Linked DNA regions of Ovis aries: all the other regions are linked to region 1. A link is a contact called in public Hi-C data. All regions are on one chromosome and are shown on one strand. The core of a region is the stretch at or near the end of the contact, and the rest is flanking DNA. Distances in the headings are between cores, read along the strand shown.

What was found. Hi-C and Micro-C count contacts between places; a contact is called where the count stands out from the background.
Region 2: a Hi-C map of hypothalamus shows a contact between it and region 1, with 8 times the contacts expected there. The contact joins two enhancer-like sites. A contact is called at or near these places in 2 of 16 Hi-C or Micro-C datasets (hypothalamus and tail adipose tissue).
Region 3: a Hi-C map of hypothalamus shows a contact between it and region 1, with 5 times the contacts expected there. The contact joins the promoter of VCAN here to the enhancer-like site in region 1. A contact is called at or near these places in 4 of 16 Hi-C or Micro-C datasets (hypothalamus, skin fibroblasts and tail adipose tissue).

The regions. Positions count from the first base shown.
Region 1 is chr5:80,106,754-80,110,453 of ARS-UI_Ramb_v3.0, reverse strand. The region is part of intron 2 of LOC132659837 (a long non-coding RNA gene); the gene reads right to left. Among named protein-coding and RNA genes, the nearest start is that of RPS23, 330 kb to the right of the region's middle. Within about 2 kb of position 2,138, at least 12 of the 54 cell types and tissues checked have an H3K27ac peak or open chromatin away from gene starts, as enhancers often do. A contact at or near this core is called in hypothalamus, where this site is marked.
Region 2 is chr5:81,000,663-81,004,362 of ARS-UI_Ramb_v3.0, reverse strand. The region is part of intron 10 of VCAN (versican); the gene reads right to left. Among named protein-coding and RNA genes, the nearest start is that of TRNAS-GCU, 71 kb to the left of the region's middle. Within about 2 kb of position 1,897, at least 13 of the 54 cell types and tissues checked have an H3K27ac peak or open chromatin away from gene starts, as enhancers often do. A contact at or near this core is called in hypothalamus, where this site is marked.
Region 3 is chr5:80,900,431-80,904,130 of ARS-UI_Ramb_v3.0, reverse strand. VCAN (versican) reads right to left here and starts at 1,782. Exons shown (of 13, transcript XM_042250732.1): 1 at 1,519-1,782.

The sequences.
Region 1 (3,700 bases), core at 889-3,388:
TGAAAATTTAAACACAAAATTCTTCAGATTAAAGCACTAATCAGCCATCAAGATGACATAAATATTTTAAATTTGTTTCATACTTCAGGATAAACATGTTTCTGATGCCAAAAAAAAAAATTTTTTTTTTTACTAAAATTCAGTTTAGTAGATATAGTTTATAAACATAGTTTTTTTCCATAATATTACACCAAAAATATTAATGTTAAAGGGAATGGTAATGGAACTTTAGTTAATTACTGTTACAGTTTAATATTATATTCTACTACCACCAAAATCAATCTATTCCATTATATCCCATTTTGTATTTGACTTTTTTGAAAATAAACATGGCTAGATATTAGAGTTACATTTTATTCCACTTGAATCTTTGAGTGGGGTTTCTGATTTCTAAATTCCAAAATGAAGGTTATATTCTTCTTTAGCTCGTGAATTCATTTCTCTTAAGGTTAACCTTGATTTCTGCTTTCAAATAAATCTCTCTTCTTTATATACTTTTAAAAAGCCAGGAACTGTCCCTGTATGACTGTCCAACAAACACACGTTTTACATCAAAACCTTAGGCAGTGATGATTCATGAGTCGGTAGTGAAAGTTGCACAGAATGGAAGTTAGACCAGGATGAGTTTGTATAATGCATATAAAGACGGAAAATGGGTAAGAAGGGCTCATTTAGTTCCAGTTCATGAAGTTCATAATAACCAATTAAATATCTGTAATTAAATCTCAATTTACTCAGCAGACCAGAACAGCATGCTCAAATCCAGTCTTCAGGGTAAGTAAGCAATAAGCTTTATGAAAACTACATTCATTAATTCTGATAATAAAGAACGTAACAAAAACAATAAAAAATACATGTGTGTTTAAGAGCTCTGGTGGCATTTAAGGTCTAGACAGGCTTAACTGGACTCCAAAATTAATACGCACCTGCAGAAATAAAATAAACAACCCTAAAAATTAATATGCATTTATTTCAGTACTGAGTAAGACTGGCAATTCATGTGGGCAAGAAAGGAGTTTAAGAATGAAACACCTGTGGGTATTAAAAATAGTAACATGCCCCTTTAAAATGATTTCTGTTTCTATGAACAATATTCAAGACATGTGGAAGGGGGAGATTTATAATATAATAAAGGTATGATTGTTGGACTCATGGCATTCTTGGGTCTCAATAATACCCTTCTTCTATATAAAGCAAATTGGATTATATAGTTTTCCATCCAAAATAATAAATATGAAATAAGTTTCTCATTTGAGTAAAAGTGCTGCAGATAAATGATGGTAAGAATTACTGAATTAGGGTTTATTGTGGACTTTATGTTGTCAGAGATCTGAATTAGAAACACAAGGTCTAGAAGAAATGAAAATATGACTTGTTTTTCAGAAGCTTATATTGTGACTGGAGACCCAGGACATACTCATAAGAAACAGAACAATCGCAAAAGTGTGCATACACATCCATTTACAAGCCACTTTCCTCTCATTATTTCACTAGGACACAAATAATTTTATAATATGAGAAAAGAGGAGAGTCATTATTGTTATGTGTGAGTTTGAAAAACTCCATGTCTGTCATAAATTAATAATAATGTAACTAAAGAATTAAACATAGGCACTGAGATAAACAGTTGAATGCAATCTTATTTACACAACCACCCCAGGAGAAAACAGTGATTATATGCCCACTTCAGAAACGAGAAAAATAAAGCTAACTTCAATAATTTTCCTGAGAATACACAGCCAATAAGCGCTAAAACTAGCATAGAAGATTTGGACCCCTGTCTGACTGACTCAGAGCCTATGTCCTTAACCTTTACAGTAACCCACCCTCCAATTAACATTTTCCTCACCCTAAGAAGGTGACAGGTTGCAACTTCTCCGAGCTCAGTGTCCCCATGGATAGCATGTAGCTAACAACATCTGTGTCTGGGGCTGTTTTGCGGATTAAATGGCATAACTTTGGATAAGTTCTTGCTCCAGTAAATGCATTAAAGTCAGGGCCCTTCCTCTTGCCGCTCCCTTAAGTTGCATGCCCAGGGCACACAAACGGTAGCGGGCAGGCCGAGTGCTGAGACGCACCCTCTGTCTCTGTGCTCTCTGATTGCCCTGTCTCCTTCCACAGTGCGCCTGCGCGGTGCCGCGGCCGTGGTAGACGGTTCACTCCGTTCAGGGTTACAGCAGTTCCAGGACTTGTACGTCCACAGTCTGTAACAGACAAGAGCAAGCAGCTGGTGTGCCTCCACATTCACCAGGCACTCACTGGAAACACTCATTTCTGTGTGAGCTTCAGAATCATCGCTGACCATTCCACTGTTTCATTGTTTTTTTTGTGGGTTATTTTTTTTTTTTTTTGGTGGGGTAGGGGTGTATGGGGGTTGGGTACCAGGCGATATGTGTTAACAAAGTAAAACAAAGTGTTCTACAAGCAAAGGAAGTCAGGCAGATTAGTTCTACGTACTTCGATTTGGAAACAATACTGCAAACACATTAAAATCATAAAGGCAACCAGCTGACAAAACGGTATTTTTAAAAAGAACTGCAGACTTCAATTGACTTGACTTAGTCATTGGGGTTCCCTTTTGGGGTATTCCTTACTCTGCTCTCAGAAGTGTTTTAGTATTTTTTTATGATTTGAAAGAGACTGTTTAAGAAAGTGTGACTTCTATGCTAAGCCTGTACAAGAGCACAAGGACAGTCAGTAACGGTAGTCCAGCTTCACAAGCTAACAGACATTAAGATGCACTGAGCTAAGTTTTAAAATGCATGAGTTGCATCCTGTTGTTTAGAGACCAGATAATTCAGGATTTTAATAATTACTTGTAAGAATAATCACTTGTAATCACAATAATCACTTGTAATAATGTTAATAACAATAATATTGCACAGTGACAATTCTTCCAGTTCTGACAGTAATGGAAAGCTGACCTCCTATGCTGAGGAACAATGAAAATCAGAGGTGAGAACTCACAGTGGATCTTTGAATTATTCATGAGCTCATACATGTCACTTGCATCTGTATATTAAACAAAACAACAACCAAAAAAACCAGTGTAATAGCACATTAGTGATGCAAATTACAAAAAAAGCAGGCTTTATTCCGGTTTAGTAAAGATTTTCATAATTTGGGCCAACTAGCATTTTTACCAACAGTGAAGTGCCTGCTTTTGTTCTTTACAGTTGCTAGGATTCACTTGCTTGGCCAGGTCAACATTTTGGGCATCTTTTATTTCACTCAGCTCTGACTTATCCATTTTGTCAGCTTCTAATGCACACCAATGACATTAATTAAATCACTCTCATAATTTCTCTGAGGTGCAATTTGAGTGGGGTTGTATTATGTGTACAGTTAAAATATGTGAAGTTAACAATATATGTACAAAGAAGAGGAAATGATTTTTAAAATCTACTGCAAAAACATGAAAGAAAGGAAAAAAGGTATAACAAATGTGGTTGAAATGTTAACCTTGGGGGATTCTTTGGACTGTTACAGCTTTTTGGTAAATCTGAAATTATGCCAAGATAAAATATTAAAAGAGAAAAATTACATCACAACTCAATCTGCCTCTAAATGAGCATGGGCCATAGAATGAGAGAAGATGGGATAGGATGTGAAAGTCTCAGTTGTAGTTAGCACTTCCCTCCATGCATACCATGCTGAGTGTGAGTCTAGGGTTTTAATATAATTTTTTTTATATGTAAGA
Region 2 (3,700 bases), core at 648-3,147, 890 kb before region 1:
AGTGAAGATACGGGAAAGACTGGTCCTAATATTTGCCTCAGTTGCTAGGATTTCACTAAGCATGTGACTTCATGTGTTAGCTTCAATTGTATTTGAAAAATCATCTCATATCACATGTAACTTTCAAGTTCACAATATAATGCAATTCATACTAGAATTTTAAAACCTAAAGCTATAGGGACTTAACTCACAGAGAATATTTCTCCTGCCGGAACCTAAGTGCTGTTCTGGAAATATGTAAGTTTTGAAATGCAAAATACTATCTGGCCACTAGGTGGTGATATCCATCCATCATTATATTTTGAATTACCAACTAAGTCACAGATAAAACAATGTAGAATCCCCCCCAAAACTATGGGGAAAAAAAAAAGATTAAAATTATCTGTGTTATGTCTTTTCAGTTTTGTGAGGAAAAGTAAGAAGAGAACACTTTTCTAAAAAATAGACCTCAACTAAACAGTAAGTACCAATCCCATTACATTCTATTTGGCTACAGGCCAATGTAGCTATAATCTAAACTTTCTACTTGACAAAAACATTCAACTACAATAGTTTATTTTTACTAGTTGGCCTTTTAAAATTATCAGATGACTTACATCAATGGTGAAACTGCATCAGAAACAAGCCAAATCTATAATAGCCACCTAAAATCCTTAGGACAGGGTAGATCAAAAATAAGCACCTATAGAGAGTGAAAAGGTTGGCTTAAAACTCAGTATTCAAAAAACTAAGATCATGGCATCTAGTTCCATCACTTCATGGGAAACAGATGAAGAAAAAGTAGAAATGGTGACAGATTTTATTTTCTTGGGCTCCAAAATCACTGCAGACCATGACTACAGCCACAAAATTAAAAGACAATTTGCCCCTTGGAAGAAAAGCTATGACAAACCTACACAGAGTATTAAAGATCGGAGACATCACTTTGTCAACAAAGGTCTGGACAGTCAAAGCTATGGTTTTTCCAGCAGTCACATATGGACGTGAGAGTTGGACCATAAAGAATGCTGAACACTGAAGAACTGATGCTTTCGATGTAGTGCTAGAGAAGACTCTTGAGAGTCCCTTGGACTGCAAGACCAAACCAGTCAATCCTAAAGGAAATCAGTCCTGAATATTCATTGGAGGGAATGATGCTGAAGCTCTAATACTGTGGCCACCTGATGTGAAAAGCCGACTCACTGGAAAAGACCACGTGCTGGGAAAGAATGAGGGCAAGAGGAGAAAAGGGAGACAGAGGATGAGATGGTTGGATGGCACCACCAGCTCAATGGACACGGGCTTGAGTAGGCTCCAAGAGATAGTGAAGGACAGGGAAGCTTGGCCTGCTGTAGTCCATGGAGCAGGGATACAACTTAGCTGTTGAACAACAATATGCACACAAGTTAATGTCTTCGTGTGATTTAGTTTGTTTTTAACTAAAAACTTATGTAGATGAGTTATAAAAACATGACCCTTGTACTAAAAGCTGACTTCTCTGTGTCCACACTCCTTTTATCACCTGGAACCGGTAGGGCCACTGCTGCTCTTCCCATGGCCAAATGCAGATGATGCCAGGATGCCAGGGGTAAGCAGATAACCGCCCAAGGATACAAGGATAAAAGCAAACTCCAAAGAGAAAACACCCACCCTAGAGGACTGCTTACCCTTTTGAAACATATGCTGATAAGAAACCACCTTTGCTCTAAATGAAGGACTCAGATAAACCACTCTGGGTTTTCCTCCGCCCCCAACTCTCCACCTTTCAGAACACAGGTCAAATGGTTATCTGCCAGGAGCTTAGGAGGACTACTTATTAGAGAAATCAAAACATTTGGTAACTTTAAAATGCCTTTTTCCCCTAGATGGCTCTGGTCACAATAGGCATTTGTTTTCAGTCTGCGCCATGGGGGAAAGGGGGGCGGTTGTATTTAATTTTGTTTTATTTAAATTGTCGGGGCACATGACCTCACTTCGAGGTAGAGATATACCCTCTTCTGATCCTGGTACTTGCTTCAGGTTACTCTGGTCTAGGTCCTTGTTTATTTATGTTTTAAAGGAGGTTATGGTTTTGCTGTTGTCTTTTAGTCCAACTACCCAAAGGAAAAGAGCAGCTTTGTTTTAAAGGAGAAAGAGACGTTTGTTTTGGTGTCCCTGCCCTAGGCTGGCAGCCTGGATTCGGATCCTGCAAACATGAATACGTCGAAGGGAAAAAAAAACTAACTTGGGGTCTCCTGATAGTTGTTAAAGTGGCAATATGCCCACTATTTTCCTAGCTGGCAAGTCTCTGTGCGGGAGAGATGATCTGCCAGCTTTGGAGCACAGCGCTAATCTTGTGTAATAGCGTGAGCTCACTGCCCTACAAAGTAGTAATTATCAACAGCAGTTTCCAAAGGATGTGAGTTCCTCCCACTGTGAGAGCACTTGGGAGATGGGGCCCCAGGCACAGCCCCACAAGCCACTTGCGTTTAATCCCCACCATGAATGATGCCAGTGGGTTCCTTCGCCCCAAGTTTGTTTGTACAGGTCTTCAGTCAGGAAGTGCTAACGATCCAAATGCAACGTGAAACTGCCAAATCCATTCAACATTTTCTTGGCCTTTTCCTTGGTTATGCATTGCCTTAAACTAATTAGCAATTAAATTTAAATAACCGTGTGTGATTTTCAAGTTTCACAGAGCACTGTTGGAAAAGCCTCTGGGAGAAGGAACTACTGCATTGATCGGTTCTTCTTTTTTTAAGAGGAATTGTGTCAACTATGAAGTGATCTGGTGGAGGTTAAATGTGGTTCTTCCAGCTGTTTGCCTGTAACAAACCAGCTGTACTCAAGGAAGGGAAAGGAGGAGATGAGTGTTTTGTTTTCTACAATTACAATATTGCTCGATCTATCTCACGGGTAGAATCAGAAGAATCAATTCTTGGTTTCAAATCAAACTGAACTGCAACACAAGTAAAAATTTTCACTGAGAGTTCAGTGGTCTTTTGGATAAGAAACTGAAAATTCTTCTACTCATGGGCAATGTGTGAAAGGAAGAGGAAACAACATACATTTTTCTTGGCTTTTAGGATAATGTGATGAAGCCTGTGAGATTTAACATAATTAAATTACTGTTGATATGCAGTGTGACTTGCTCACAGGGAAGTGGCATTTGACTTGGAGCTGAAACCACAGCACAGCCAACACACATCCATCTGCAAATACTTGACAGGAAGTCTTCTAAGATTTTCAGGTAGAAAAAGTAAAACTGAAAGTTTTGGCTTGGGGGTTGTGTTTTGCATCGTTTTCTGCCAAATCATTCTCAGTCCCTTCAAACCTACAGACTTACAAACAAACTTGGAAGACCCAGTTAGTTAATTCTCTTGATTCTCTTTTCAATGTCCAAGACATCTGGGAGGGGGAGGAGGATACGAACCTTTGTGTTTATAAAAGGGTAATAACGGTACATTCCTGCAGAAAAAAAAATAATGGTTTATGGCCTGCAATTTGTTACTTTTTTTCTCTGTCCCTTTTAAGTGTCTCTTCCTGGATTAAAGGCTATTTCTTTATTGTTTCTACCTTTTTAAAAGCTGTGGTTTTTTTTTTTCTCACCATACTTTGCATGACAGACTGAGGTGTTTATTCATGAAAGAAGAAAAGGGGACTCTAGAGTTAAAGTCAAATCCACAACCAATTTGGCTTTTTTTTTTTTTTTTGCATCAACTCTGCATCATGACCAGGAGGG
Region 3 (3,700 bases), core at 533-3,032, 790 kb before region 1:
GAAAGAGACGGAGCAGAGGCTGGGAGAGGGGAAGGGAAACAGAGAAGATGGAGACAGAAAGGTAGAGACAAAGATGAGAAAGCGGACAGAGAGCCAGACTGTCTTTCCGCCTGTGGGTGTGCGCACAGCGGGACAGCTCTCCAGGCGCGGTGTAAATGTTTCCTCCCTCCCGTAGCATCTCCGGGGAACTTGCGGGACTTCTTAGGGCGCAGCTGGATCCCAGAGCACATAGTTTAAGCGATGACACTAGTTTTCTACCTCGCTCTCCGCTGCCTAACACAGGGATCGCTCCACGCCCAGTGACACAGACAGTGAGCCTAGACAACCCTGATGCCCCCCAACCCGCACGCACCAGGGATACTGCCCGGCGGCGCCCACGCCTCCGCAGGGCGGTGGGGCGCTCCAGCCCAGGGCGTCCCCCGGAGCTGCCGACACTCGCTCTCTGCCGCCGCAAGACTCGCCAGTGAAGTTGCTCAACTAGGGCCGCGAGCGGCGAAAGGGGTGGGGAAATGGAAGGAAAAGGAGGGCTACAGGAGTCTGGGCGAAGAGGGCTGATCCTAGAGGCCCCAGATTCGGGTCCCCACGCCACCTTTGTCTGAAAAGCGCCCTAAGCGCTGGCTTGCTGGTTAAGATGGAAGCAAAAGCCTCTACCTCGCTTCTCAGAATGAGCTAAAATTCTTGCACATCTCTACTGGTTCGGAGCAAGCTTTTCCCGCCCTGGCGCGGAGCAGACCTCCGCGGCGCTCCAAACACCCCACCCCCATCCCCTGCTCCCTCCTGGCCGGCTCCGGAGCACGGCGCGCTGGACAAAAGAACCCAGGGGCACCGGAGAGAGCCGTGACAGCCCTCAAGTCGCCAGAGAAGCGGACCGGGAACCCTGCACCTCCCCCCGACCGGACCACCTCCCATACAGCCCGCGGGATGAGGGGGTCACGTCCGCTCAGAACCCGGATCGCCTTGTCAGGAGCTGCCCGAGAGCGGCTTTCCAGGAACGCCGGGCACTGACCACACACCAGGGGCCAGGAACCAGGTGGCCTGCACCAAGGCTGCTTCGGGGATTTGCGTGTGGGCAAGTCTCGGGAGTCCCCATTCAAACTTTTGCCTCGAGCAGGTTAACGACAACAAAAAGATCAAGGTGCCAGGGTCCCTCCGTCCTCTCCAGCTCCAGACCCCTCGACGCTTCTAGGGGGTCTCCGCATTTCCTTCCCTCCCTTCCCCCAATTCCATTAGTCTGTCTACCCCCACCCCACCCCAGGCTTCTTTTGTCTGGATCTTTTTCAGCACCAAGGTCCCTCCGTAGTCCTCTCTCCAAACATCCTTCTGAAAGTTACCTGCATTTTTTACAGTGCCTATATTTTCTTAACTTCTCAAAGATAGTTCTCTTTGCCTTAATTAAAGCCTTCTACCAATCACAATCTACTTTTTTTCTAAACTAGATTTTTTTTTCCTATAAGTTTTTCTTTTTCTTTTCTTTCTTTTTTTTTTTTTTTAAAGGGGAAACAAAAGAAACGTGATTACCTTGAAAGGCGGCTTATTGCAGTTTGGGGGGAAAATTCACCTCAGCGCTGCGCGATTGGGCTCGGCGTTGCCGGGGCGGGTTACATAGGAAGCGCGGTGTCCCGGGGAAGCGTGCGGGATGGTGCTGGAGGATGCGGGGCTGGCCGCAGATCCCCGTCCCCACGCCTGACCGCAGCACCTAAGAAGGTTCGCGGCTGTTGCGCCCTCCCGACTGGAGTTCCTCCTCAGAAAGGCTCGGGGCAGCTCGCCTGCAAGTTCAAATGCGGGTTGTGACACCCATCATCATTATATCACTGTACCGTCAGCGCCGAGGAGGAGACTCGGCGAGGAGGAGGAGGAGGAGGAGGAGGAGGAGGAGGAGGAGGAGGAGGAGGAGGAGGGTTCATTCACAGGCTCCTCAAGCGCTCCGCAGCTTCAGCCACTCCTCAAAGCCCAGGCTGGGAAGGCAGGCAGAGGGGCGGAAAGGCAGCTCCCCGCGCTTGCGGTAGGGACCGCCTGCCTCCCTCCCCAGGCACTCCCACCTCTCGGCGTTTCTTCCTGACAAGCAAGTACCAATCGGCTTGGGGACAGCCGCGCTCCCCATTCAGCGGCTCACTAAGGAACATCGCGCAGTGCGCGAGGAAACTGCTGCCCTCCCACCCTTCCCCACCCCCTCTACCCCGCCCCCCGCGCTGCCAGTGCTGGCTTCGGGCAAAGGAGCCCCCAGGCTCTTGTGGGGCAGGCCCGCAGGAGACCGTTGAGTACCGTCGGTTTTTCTGGGGAGCAAACGAAACTCTGTAAAAATTAGCCCAGAACTTGGTTACAGCGTGTTTACGCGGCCACCGAGCCTGCCTGTCCCATTTGAGGCAAGGGTCAGAGTCCTGGCTTCTGCCAACCTGAAAGAGACACTGAGACAAGGGGACCCTTCTGAGACCTAGAGAGGAAGTATAAGAATCCCCCACTGCCTTCCCCTGGAGCTACCCAATGGGGAGCCCGGGGTCATTGAGCAATCTACAAAGACCCTGCTAATAACGGGGCTGGACAGGAAATTCCCCGAGGCAAATCCCTTGTCAAACTCAAACACATCCTCTTCCCCTGCCACAAACCTCCAGAAGGCTATATTCGGCTTTCTTCCTTCTTTCTTTCCCTCAGTCTTTCCAAGTGTCCCTCGTGGCAGAATATTTAATAATTTCCCTGAGCAGCCGAGATTCCTTGGATATATCAATCACCTCCCCTGTGGTCAGGAAATGGGACCATAATCTTTCTTGAGTTTATGTGATTTTTATTCTCAGCCAGGTCCACTGGACTACGTAAACAATATCAACACATGGAAGAGTCCCCTGCCTCCTGCTACAAAAGCCTTCCAAGAGGACCTGACAGCAAGGGTCAACCAGTTGACACAAAGGATTTCTGCCCCTTAGAAAAGAAGGACTTTGTATTTCCCTTTTCTTTGAAGTCAAGTATGAGTTTATACAATGAGAACAAAGTAAATCCGAGGTGCCTATCAGTTTAACACGGAGGATACTGGAGTGGATAGCACACTTTTCTTTCTACACAAAAATAGAAGTATTCCAAATATGGAAAATGAGATAATTTTTCTCACTGAAGAAATCCCTATTAAAATTATATCAAACTCAACATCTCATAACAGTGATGATTAAAGGACAAAGTCCGTTTTCACACTGAATTTCTTTGAGTAAGTTAACTTAAGTTCATACTTTAAAACTTGTAGAAGCCTAGACTCTTGTTGTAATATTTCTTTTGCAATTTGTATGTGGTCTCCAGGATCATAGATTTTAATTAATAAACAAGTAGAAGATTGGTCAGGAGAATTTCAGTCCTCAAAATGTGATTGATTGATTGATCTATCTATCAGTTCAATACTGTGAATGATATAACTATTAATTATAGGCTTTGGAAATCAACATATTTGTTTTCACAATGATTTATTTATTCTTAGTACAGTTATTGTAGGGAGTTCCCAGGTGGTGCTAGTGGTAAGAAATCTGCCTGCCAGTGCAGGAGATGCAAGAGATTCAGGTTCTATCCTTGGGTCGGGAAGATAATGGCAACCCACTCCAGTATTCTTGCCTGGAAAATTCCACAGAGGAGCCTGGCAGGCTACAGTCCATGGGGCCGCAAAGAATCTGACGCAACTGAGCACACATACACACACAGTTATTAGACAACCATTCCCAATGTT